2 separate regions of the Pan troglodytes genome follow, and region 2 is linked to region 1. A link is a contact called in public Hi-C data. All regions are on one chromosome and are shown on one strand. The core of a region is the stretch at or near the end of the contact, and the rest is flanking DNA. Distances in the headings are between cores, read along the strand shown. Region 1 has its middle 180 kb from the start of PHLDA1. Region 2 holds the start of PHLDA1 (pleckstrin homology like domain family A member 1).

Region 1 (5,451 bases), core at 1,037-3,536:
GGGGGGAGTGGTTGGTAGATGGGAGGTCTGCTGCTGTTGTTCGTCATTCTCTTCTTCCTCTAATCCAGGGAAATTGGAGAGGGAGAGTGGAAGGTAGTATGAATCATCTGTTAGAGATACTTACTTCCCCAGGGCTTGCTTCCCTATGCATAGGGGAGACAACTCCAAAGTCATGAACTCTGGAGAAAAAAAGTGAATCATCATCATCCTCTCAGGTATCAGATTTATTTGGCTTCTTTTTCTAGCCTATGATTTGGAGGCCTGATGTGAGCACAGGATTTCAGAGAGAGAGAGAGAAAAAAAAGAGAGAGAGAGGAAGAGAGAGAAAGGATACGTAGTAGAGAACGTGGTATGCTAAGAAGTGCACATGGCCAGGGAGGTTAGATGTCTTAGTGGTAAGAAGAATCTCTGAAAGGATCTGATGGTTGAGGCAAGGCCCATAAGCCTTGTGTGGTTCCAGATGAAACAGCTGAGTGTCATTGATTAGTGTAAGAAATTGGGTTTTAAAAAGTTACTCGATTAGCTGGGTGTGTTGGCACACGTACTTGTTCCCAGGTACTCGGGAGGCTGAGGCAGGAGAATCACTTGAACTCGAGAGGCGGAGGTTGCAGTGAGCCAAGAACGTGCCATTGCACTCCAGCATGGGCGACAAAAGTGAAACTCTGTCTCAAAAAAAAAAAAAAACACAAAAAACCAAAACCAAAAACAACAACAAAAAACCCAATGAACAAAGTCTATTAAATTTGAAATTGTGTAGATGTTTTAAGTGGGGGATAGTTTCTGAAAAGTAGGAGGTCAGTGACTACTAGTTTGCTTGAGCTGTCATAACAAAATACTACAGACTGGGCGGCTTAAACAAGAGAAATTTATTTCCTCTCAGTTCTGGAGGCTAGGTGTCTAAGATTAAGGTGTCGGCAGGGTTGGTTTCTTCTGAAGTCTCTCTCCTTGGCTTGTAGATGGCTGTCTTCACCCTATGTCTTTATATTGTCTTCTCGTACGTCTGTGTCTAATCATCTGGCCTTAGAAAAACACCAGTCATACTGAATTCGGAATCATTCTAATGACCTCATTTAACCTTAACTACCTCTTTAAAGACCATATCTCAAAATACAGTCACATTTTGAGGTTCTAGAGATTAGGACTTAAACACATGAATTTTAAGGGAACACAATTTAGCCCATAACAACTATGGAACCATATCTACTACATAATATACCCTCAAAAAAAGATTTTTGAATGTCTTTTGCCTCAGCCAAGATGTTTCCTATATATTCTGCTCAGTCAGGAATCAACCCAAGGCTCTGGTGAGAGGGCCTAAACAGACCCTGCCACAGGGCAACTGTGTTGTTTCAATCTTTACTGATCCCCTAACCGTACACCAAAATGAGCCTGGATGGGGAAGATGCTATAATTGCAAGGAGGGCACTCCTAGTCCTATTTTAATAGTTCAGAAAACTGGAACTCAGAGACGTGAAGTGACATCTCCTCAGTCACACAACCAATGCATGTCAAAACTGGGAATTACGTGTGAGAATTTCAAGCACCTGGAATTGTCTTCCTATTAGGTCAGAGCTAATGAAGTTTAACAGAGCTTGAGCTTTGAAGGAATGAGTGTGTACTAGTTCTCAGAGAAGACTTGCAGCATGCAATGAGAAAAGAGGTCATTCCAGGTGAGTGAAGGAACATGAGCAAAGCAGAATCAGGAATAGTAAAAGGGGCTCTTTATTTTAAGCTACTGTCCACTCTCCAGTATGTACAATGGCATATATTACCATTGACATTGAAGTTAGGTTGACAGTGCCTCTCTAAATAATCCAGGAAATAATGAGGCATCTCAGATGTGTCATCAATTTATTTACTGGCTCATTGGGAAAGACATTACATTATTCATTAGCTGCTTTATATTTGCAAAATGGTTTGCCATAATTTTGATTTGATTTCTCCCTAGCAAGCTAGTTCAGGGTGGTCACTGCAAGTTGCTCAGCTCACTAAGGAAACATTTAAAGATATAAAGACATTAAATTGGCCAAAACCTGCTAAGAGCAAGAGCTAGGATTAAGAATTGGAAACTTCAGAGACCTCCTCTGTTTTGCCTCTGGGGCTGGCTTTTTCCATAAACAGGCTTCTGGGAAGCAGCATGATGAGGGGATTCCATGAAGAGCATGGCATTTTCTATAACCATTTATTGAAAATGCAAGTCATCAAATTAGAAGAAAGGCATACCAGGGAAGCAGAGAGGCCCACACTCTGGGCCAGGGTTTTAGAGCAAGGGTCCTGGACTGGGTTCTGTGTAACACATTTGTATTGACGACCATGAAAGGATTCAGCGTCTTGAATGAGACAGCTGCTTGTACAGAGGCGTTTTTTATGAGCTGACAAGTTAGCCAGAAACAAAGCATGTTTGTAGGAAGTAAATCGTTGCCAGTTTTAATCTGAGCTTTTCATTCAGCTGTAGCTGGAGACAATTGAGTTTTTAATGTTCTGCATGAAGTTCCTTGATTCGGATTTTGGTCAGAATGAGGCCCGGGGTTTGGTTTGGCTTTAGGTGTTCCATTTGCAAAATGTCACCAATATCAATGAAAACAAAAGCTATGCTGGTTGTTTTCATTTCCTGCTGATCATAACTTTTCCAAGGGACAGGGTCTGGACAAACAAAGCTGCCTCCTTGAAGGATGTTTATGTTTCTAGCTCCAAGAGTGAGATTAAAGAGGGTAAACAGTTGACATGTTATGATGTGAAAATGATTTAAAGTCCACACTAAGATGAGAATTAAACTGAGATCCTCACTGGGGTCTTGAGGAGTCAGAGGAAGTTGCTTTGAGGCACATCAATGAGAGTGAAGAATTGCTTCTTTGATTGGGTTTCTTCAGGAGAGATGTTTCTCCTAAGAAAAATTTCCAGATAGCTGAAAAAAAAATTTCTTTTAAAAAAACTAAAAAAAAGTGTGTTTGTGGAAAATTATTTAAAAATGCATTATATAGTTTCCTGCCTTATCAACAAGAGTGTAGACCACAATATGCCCTGTTCTTGATGACTCGGGGTAGTCATTACCTTCACCAGCTCAAAAGCAGTGACACCTGTGGGCCCTGTTGATGCCATCCTGCACCAGTTCCCTAGAGGAACCTGCAGGGTGAATGGATGATGGCTGGGTGCCACTGAGAATTTATATTTGTATTGTGGACCATGAATGGTATTCTTTCACTAGAACATTAAAAATAAAGGTAGTAACTAAGCATACCCAAATCTTGCTAAGAGAAAGATAACTAGATTTACTAAGCCAACTAAGTTAACATTTCAACTAATTACATGTTGATTGGGTTGGTTTGACCAGCAGTGCCTTCTCATAAGAGAGTTGTTCCTGAACCTCAGCCCTGTGGCCTGAAGTTTTTTACGGTTTGTCTCTTCATGTACATGTAAGCAGGGACCTTAAAAACTACCTCTGGGTTTGTATCATGTCAGTTACTGTAGCACAGCTCAATCCTGTACAATTGGAACTCTAAAAACTAGAATTTTGCTCTTTTTAGACTACACTCCCTGATGATCATTCATCTCTTTTAAAACTGTATTCAGACTTTAGGCAATCTTCTTTGGGATTTCACCTTCGTAAGGATGCACCTTCTTAGAGATTCTGTCTTAGCCTCCTGAACAGACAGTCAATAACCCCAGTGGCTGAGTTATTCTCTGGTCATGCTGAGGTCCAAACTACACTAAACAACACAGTTTACCTGTGGTCTACCTGGTCTGAATTGTCTTACCACTTTCCTAAAGGGAATGGATATTATCTCTACCTGCAGTTTTAGGTGGGAAAAGATTGGTTTTGTGGCTGAATACCACTAGAAAGACTCTCTTCCCTAGGAAAAAAAATTAATCTGAATTTATGGTCTTCCCAGGTATCCTAGTTTGAAATAGTCTTCTTTTAATCCTGAGGGACGTGTTAAAAAATAATATGCTTTTGACTTATTTCAAACTATTGCTTTCCCAATAGTGAATCCTTCTGAAAAATTTTAACCCTAGGATGTCTCGCCTACTGGCAGACTCTGTGATACCTACTTTGCGTTATTTTCTGATTCTTAGCTGTTGTATATTTAAATTTCCTGGATAAGAGATCCCTGGATAAGAGAGAGACTATTCTTCACGATTTTAATTGACTTTATTCGGTTGTTTGCTACAGATTTATTAAATCAAAAGCCCTAAATCTAAGGCTGAATCATGGGCCCCACGTAAATCAGGCCTTAATCCCAGGAACCTGTAAATGATACCGTACAGGGAAAGAGGGCCTTTGCCAATGTGATTAATTTAAAGATCTTGAGATGGGGAGATTATCCTGGATCATCTAGGCGGACCCTAAATGCAATCACAGGCATCCTTATGAAAGAGAGGCAGAGGGAGATTTGACATAGACAAAAGAGGAGAAGGCAACATGATCATAGAGGCCAAGCTTGAAAGATGTGGCCACAAGCCAAAGAATGCAGATAGCCACCAGAAGCTGGAGGAGGCAAGAAACAAATTCTCCCTTAGAGCTTCATGAAGGAGTATGGCTGTGTTGACACCTTGGTTTTGTCCCAGTGATCTGATTTCAGACTCTGGCCTCCACAACAATGAGAGAATACATTCCTATGTTTTTAAGTCACCAAGTTTGTGACCTAAAAAAACATTTTAAGTTACATTTGTTACAGCAGCCATAGGGAACTAATACAAAGGGCTTATGAACTGCTCTTCAATTCCATGTTTAAAGTAATCATCTGCAATACATTCTTAAAATGCACCAAGTTTTGTGTTAGTCCGTAAGGAAGGCAGAGAAGAAATAAAGGACGTGGTTTCTTCCCTCAAGGGCTTTATGGCCTCAATGGGGAGACAAGGTTCATGAGACAAGGGCAGGTGACACAGGGAAGTGTATCATTAAATGCTACATTACTTTTATAGGCTCATAAGAGCTGATGAGGTTCAGAGAAGAAGTTGATGAATTGGAAATATATAGGAAAGGATTATTGGAAGAGAAGGAACGTGGAATATTTCCAGGCAGAGAGAAGGAGGGTAAGCATTCCTGCAGAGAAGAATATGAGTGATGGCAGAAGTAGAACTGAACCTGGTATGCATTAATAGGGCAGGGACCATGATTGCGTCATTCACTATTGATCCCCATCACCTAGTGTAGTGTCTGGCACATAATATGTACTCTATAAATATTTAATGAATAAACAGATGTTGTCTTTGTAGGATATCACCATTCTAGCTGGCCTGCAGGAGCAGAGAACATACTTTAGGAATAATGGGGAATTAGTTTGGGTATGTAGGGCAGGACCCATGAAAACCAGGGAGAAGAAAGTCAACATTTTAAAGCACCAACATACTAGAGGTGGATTATTCCTTTAGAGGGTTTGAAAGGCATTTAAGGAACATGCCTCCATGACTCGCTCCCTTCCTTCCTTTTTTGTCCACTAGATCTCCAGT
Region 2 (5,249 bases), core at 70-2,569, 180 kb before region 1:
AGACACTGGAGATGTAAAGGAAAACTGAGTGATGTCCATGAAGCCAAGTGATAAACTTTATCCAAGAGAAGAAAATGAACTGTCCAGTGCTGCTGATAGATAACTTTATATTGCCAGCTGTAAAATGTACTTTCAATTAGCCATTTCAAATTTGTTTACCAAAGCAATGATTTTGTTGGCTAGTTTTCTAAACTTCAGTAACTTTTCAGTGACTTGTAGGTTTTCATTGCATATACAGCTGAATTTTTTTTTTTTTTTAAACAGGGTCTTGCTGCCACCCAGGCTTGTATAGTGGTGCGATCCTAGCTCCTGCAACCTTGAACTTCTGGGCTCAAACAGTCCTCCACCTCAGCCTCCCAAGTAGCTGGGACTACATGGTGCATGCCACCACACCTAGCTAATTTTTTTTTTACATTTGTAGAGGGAGGCCTTGCCATGTAGCCCAGGTTGGTTTCAAACTCCTGGGCTCAAGGGATCCTCTCACCTCAGCCCCCTAGAGTGTTGGTATTACAGGTGTGAACCACCATGCCTGGCCCAAAAGTTGTTTTTTTTTTTTTTTTTAAGTTATTTTCTGTAATGCATTTTCTGTGAATTTATTGTCTTTAAAAATTGGCAAATATGGCCATTTTGACATATTTGCCAAATATGAGCATATGGCAACTATGCTTTTAATTTGTTAAGTCACCAACTGTTGGTGGTAACTGTTGAAATAACAAATTAAGAGCAAAGTTATCACCAATCTACGGGATCCTTACACTACTGATATTTTCTATAATGCACCGTAGTCAGACATTGTAGACTTAACCTCTGAGCTGCTCACAAAATTACTAAATCATTCTGAAATACGTAACTGCAAATTCTGGGCTTTAAAGTCTCTAGTTATAATTAAATGGGTGATTTTGAAAATTGGTGGCTGTTCAGACATTTTCAAATGAGAATAGAATGCATTTGTTTCAGACTGATAAACTGCAGAAGGTTAGATAACACCAAACACATTTGAGTTTCTCCTAAGAAAATGACTTGGGGCTCCAGATTACATCTCATTTTTTTTTTTTTTTTACCCTATCAAGTTTGTTTTTCCATATGAAATGTCTTTCCCAACTACACCTGCCCTTGGAGACTGTGAATAACAGACTTAAAGGAAGTATCCTCTCCAGATGAGCTGAAGAATGTCATCCTCTTACAAGAATGAACAGCTGGTCATGGAGAAATTCTCTGGAATGCTCACTTGTCCTACAAAGGCAGGGGAGCAGAAAACATGTAGTTTTTTTGTTGTTGGTATACATAATTGTAAATCTTTGAGATAATTTTACTAGAAGTCCACATAATTTTAATAATTGCCTTTCTCCTGAAAAGATTGCTAATAAATTAACAATGTGAAGGCTAGAAAGCTGGCCAAGCATAATCCGGTGGGACTCCGGATTGCTGGCTGGATTGTCCCGTTTGATCAGACATTGTTTCTTAGATGAATATTCAGGACGCCCTCGTGTATAAAAGTTGTCCTTTGTTCTGACTACCTTGGTATTAAGTTCGAATTTCTTACCATGACACACAAAGGATTCGATTCTTGCTTAGCTCTCTAAGCTCCTCTCACTTTCTCTTCCCCTCTTGAATTCTTTGCTCTTGCCACACAACTAGCAGATGAACTAATCTATCTGTTCCAACGTGGGCACAGTAGCAGCCCTAACTCTTACCTTGGCCCACTCTGACTTGTCCAGCCCTGGTTGAATTCTTCGTATCCCCGTGAGGGTCCGCACGTAGTTGGGGCTGTTTACTAAACGGATGAACTTCCCTACCGGGAGGCTAGGTCTCGGTTATGCCTTACTTCCCAGGAAGCGGCTTCTATAGGCATTGTTTAAATGTAGGAGTAGGAGGGAGCTGGGGGTATTGCATTCCCCAGGTCACAGATAAATGAGATTCCAAAACCAAGATCTGGCTAGGCCTTGGAAAGAGGGACCTGCGAGGCCGACCAGACGTTTGGAACTGCGCCTTGCAGTGTGGGATCTCAGCACCGGATATTACCCCGGTTTGTAGAGAGTTGAGTTACTGTTTTAAGAGACGTTGCACACCGTACGGGTCAAGAAGAAAGCCGAAGACGGGTTAGCGCCTGCGGTCGGGGTCGAGAAAAAGGCGAGATGCGACCTGACGTGGGTCCACCTCTCTCCACCCGTGGCAAGCCCGACAGTCGCACTATTGCTTTAACAATCGCCCTCTTTCCAAGAAGAGCTACTTAGTGACCGTGAGCGAATATGCGTGGGAAGACACGATGTCCTCTCGGCCTCTGTGCGCTCAGTTGTTTACCTAGGCGTCCGGGGGAGGCACACTCGCGGGACTCGCGGGACTCGGCCCCGGCCTCCTAGCTCGCCCAGGACACGACGCTGGTTCTGCGGGCTCTCGGAGCCCAGCGCGAATCCCCCGGGCTAATTCCCAAGAACCGAGAGGCAGCACTGCCTGGAGGCTGCCCCCGCCTCCGCGCCCCCGTCCTCACTTTCTGAGGCTGTTAGCAGAGAGTCCCGCGGGCCGGGGAGAAGCGGGACGCGGGGGATGGCCTCGCAGCGCCCTGTGAGCGTCGGCAGTAGTCAGGCAGCCAGGGCTCCTTGGGCGATCGCCCTGGGTAGAGGAGAGGAGTTTCCGGGGCTCGGGTCCGGGTCGCCTTCCAGGGGAACAAGCGCGGAAGCAAGTGGGCGGCGAGAGGCGGAGCAAGAGACACTGGAGGGCGTGGACGCAGCCGGCTTTGGAAAGGCCCCAAGTTAATGAGGCGTGCGCCGGCTGCCGAGCGCCTCTTGGAGCTGGGCTTTCCCCCGCGGTGCGGGCGCCAGGAGCCGCCTTTTCCGCTGGGTGTCACTCGGGGGTGGGGAAGATGGCCCATTCAAAAGCGCCGCGAGGGGGCCCGGCCAGTGCCCTTCAGTGAGCGCTCGCAAGAGGACGGCAGAGGCCCGGCAGCTCGGAGCTCCGGGACCTTGTGGCGCATCAGGACGCGGCTGTCCCTCTGCCGGGACCCAGAGCCGCCGCCGCCGCTCTGCCTCCTGCGTGTTAGCCTCCTCTGCGCGCTCCGGGCAGGCGGCCGTGGGAGCCGCTGGGGCGAGGACGGCGCGAGGCTGCTGCTGCTGCCCCCGGCCCGCGCGGCTGGAAACGGAGAGGCCGAGCCAAGCGGCGGCCCCTCTTATGCTGGGAGGATGCTGGAGAGTAGCGGCTGCAAAGCGCTGAAGGAGGGCGTGCTGGAGAAGCGCAGCGACGGGTTGTTGCAGCTCTGGAAGAAAAAGTGTTGCATCCTCACTGAGGAAGGGCTGCTGCTTATCCCGCCGAAGCAGCTGCAACACCAGCAGCAGCAGCAACAGCAGCAGCAGCAGCAGCAGCAGCAGCAACAACAGCCCGGGCAGGGGCCGGCCGAGCCGTCCCAACCCAGTGGCCCCGCTGTTGCCAGCCTCGAGCCGCCGGTCAAGCTCAAGGAACTGCACTTCTCCAACATGAAGACCGTGGACTGTGTGGAGCGCAAGGGCAAGTACATGTACTTCACTGTGGTGATGGCAGAGGGCAAGGAGATCGACTTTCGGTGCCCGCAAGACCAGGGCTGGAACGCCGAGATCACGCTGCAGATGGTGCAGTACAAGAATCGTCAGGCCATCCTGGCGGTCAAATCCACGCGGCAGAAGCAGCAGCACCTGGTCCAGCAGCAGCCCCCCTCGCAGCCGCAGCCGCAGCTCCAGCCCCAACCCCAGCCTCAGCCTCAGCCGCAACCCCAGCCCCAATCACAACCCCAGCCTCAGCCCCAACCCAAGCCTCAGCCCCAGCAGCTCCACCCGTATCCGCATCCACATCCACATCCACATCCACACTCTCATCCTCACTCGCACCCACACCCTCACCCGCACCCGCATCCGCACCAAATACCGCACCCACACCCACAGCCGCACTCGCAGCCGCACGGACACCGGCTTCTCCGCAGCACCTCCAACTCTGCCTGAAGGGGGCAGCTCCCGGGCAAGACAAGGTAAGGTCCCGGCACTCGCGCTCCCGAGGAGTGGGTCTCGGGGGTAGTGAGTTGGGAGGAGTAGGAAGCTTGTTCACAGGTTCGGCTCCTGTATGGAGAAATCAAAACTCATTCCAAGTTTCTGGGGCAATGGAAGGAACAGAAACAAGCTGGGGCCAGGAGAGCTGGGCAGAGAGGGGAGGCTGGGGAGATCCGGGCCAGGCAGGGGGCCTCGCGGACCGCGCCCGCGCCCGCGCCCATCAGGACCGTCCTTGTCCCGTGGTGCGTCCCCCCAGCCCCACTTGACTATATGTTTGGGCAGTTGAGGGAAACACCGCGGTGTCTTTCTGAGCCCGCTTTGTCAGGCGGACCGGCCCGAACAGAACTGGTCTCGGAGGGTTCTTAGCCACCTACTTCACTCGGTGTCATTTCTTTCCAGGTTTTGAGGACTTGAGGAAGTGGGACGAGCACATTTCTATTGTCTTCACTTGGATCAAAAGCAAAACAGTCTCTCCGCCCCGCACCAGATCAAGTAGTTTGGACATCACCCTACTGAAAACTTGCGATTCTTCTTAGTTTTCTGCATACTTTTCATCACGATGCAGGAAACGATTTCGAGTCAAGAAGACTTTTATTTATGAACCTTTGAAAGGATCGTCTTGTATGGTGAATTTTCTAGGAGCGATGATGTACTGTAATTTTATTTTAATGTATTTTGATTTATGATTATTTATTAGTTTTTTTTAAATGCTTGTTCTAAGACATTTCTGAATGTAGGCCATTTTCCAAAAAGGAAACTTTATTTTCAAAAACCTAATCCGTAATAATTCCTAATCTTGGAGAATAAAAAAGGGCGGTGGAGGTGAAAACATTAAGAATTTATTCATTATTTCTCGAGTACTTTCAGAAAGTCTGACACTTTCATTGTTGTGCCAGCTGGTTGAAATTAAAACTCTGATATTACTTTTTTTGAGGATTTTTATTTTTGTTTTTGCTTAAACATATAGTTTGTCTAGAAGTTTAAAAAGCTAAAAGTTAAAAATGGTGTAATTATGAAAATCTAACACTCAAGATAGTTTCTAAAAGGAAATCAGTAGTTAAGGATACCTGATTTCAAAATATTTAAAGCATAACCTAACTGATGGTAGGATGATTGTATCTTGAATATGTGGTAGGGCCACATCTACTGTAGGAAAACCTTGCTTTTATCATCTGTGTGTAAAGGGCTTAATAAGGAGAAGAGGCCTTTTGACTGATTTGTGAGTATAAATGCATTTGC

Evidence for each region. Hi-C and Micro-C count contacts between places; a contact is called where the count stands out from the background.
Region 2: a Hi-C map of stem cell-derived neural progenitor cells shows a contact between it and region 1, with 4 times the contacts expected there. The contact joins the promoter of PHLDA1 here to the enhancer-like site in region 1. A contact is called at or near these places in 1 of 7 Hi-C or Micro-C datasets (stem cell-derived neural progenitor cells) and 1 of 1 datasets of contacts at active chromatin or transcription factors (stem cell-derived excitatory neurons).

Annotation. Positions count from the first base shown.
Region 1 is chr10:82,619,271-82,624,721 of NHGRI_mPanTro3-v2.0_pri, reverse strand. No RefSeq gene overlaps it. Among named protein-coding and RNA genes, the nearest start is that of PHLDA1, 180 kb to the left of the region's middle. Within about 2 kb of position 2,286, at least 5 of the 24 cell types and tissues checked have an H3K27ac peak or open chromatin away from gene starts, as enhancers often do. A contact at or near this core is called in stem cell-derived neural progenitor cells, where this site is marked.
Region 2 is chr10:82,793,691-82,798,939 of NHGRI_mPanTro3-v2.0_pri, reverse strand. PHLDA1 (pleckstrin homology like domain family A member 1) reads left to right here and starts at 1,319. Exons shown (of 2, transcript XM_001161528.7): 1 at 1,319-3,991; 2 at 4,410-5,249. The coding sequence starts at 2,754. The coding sequence ends at 3,965.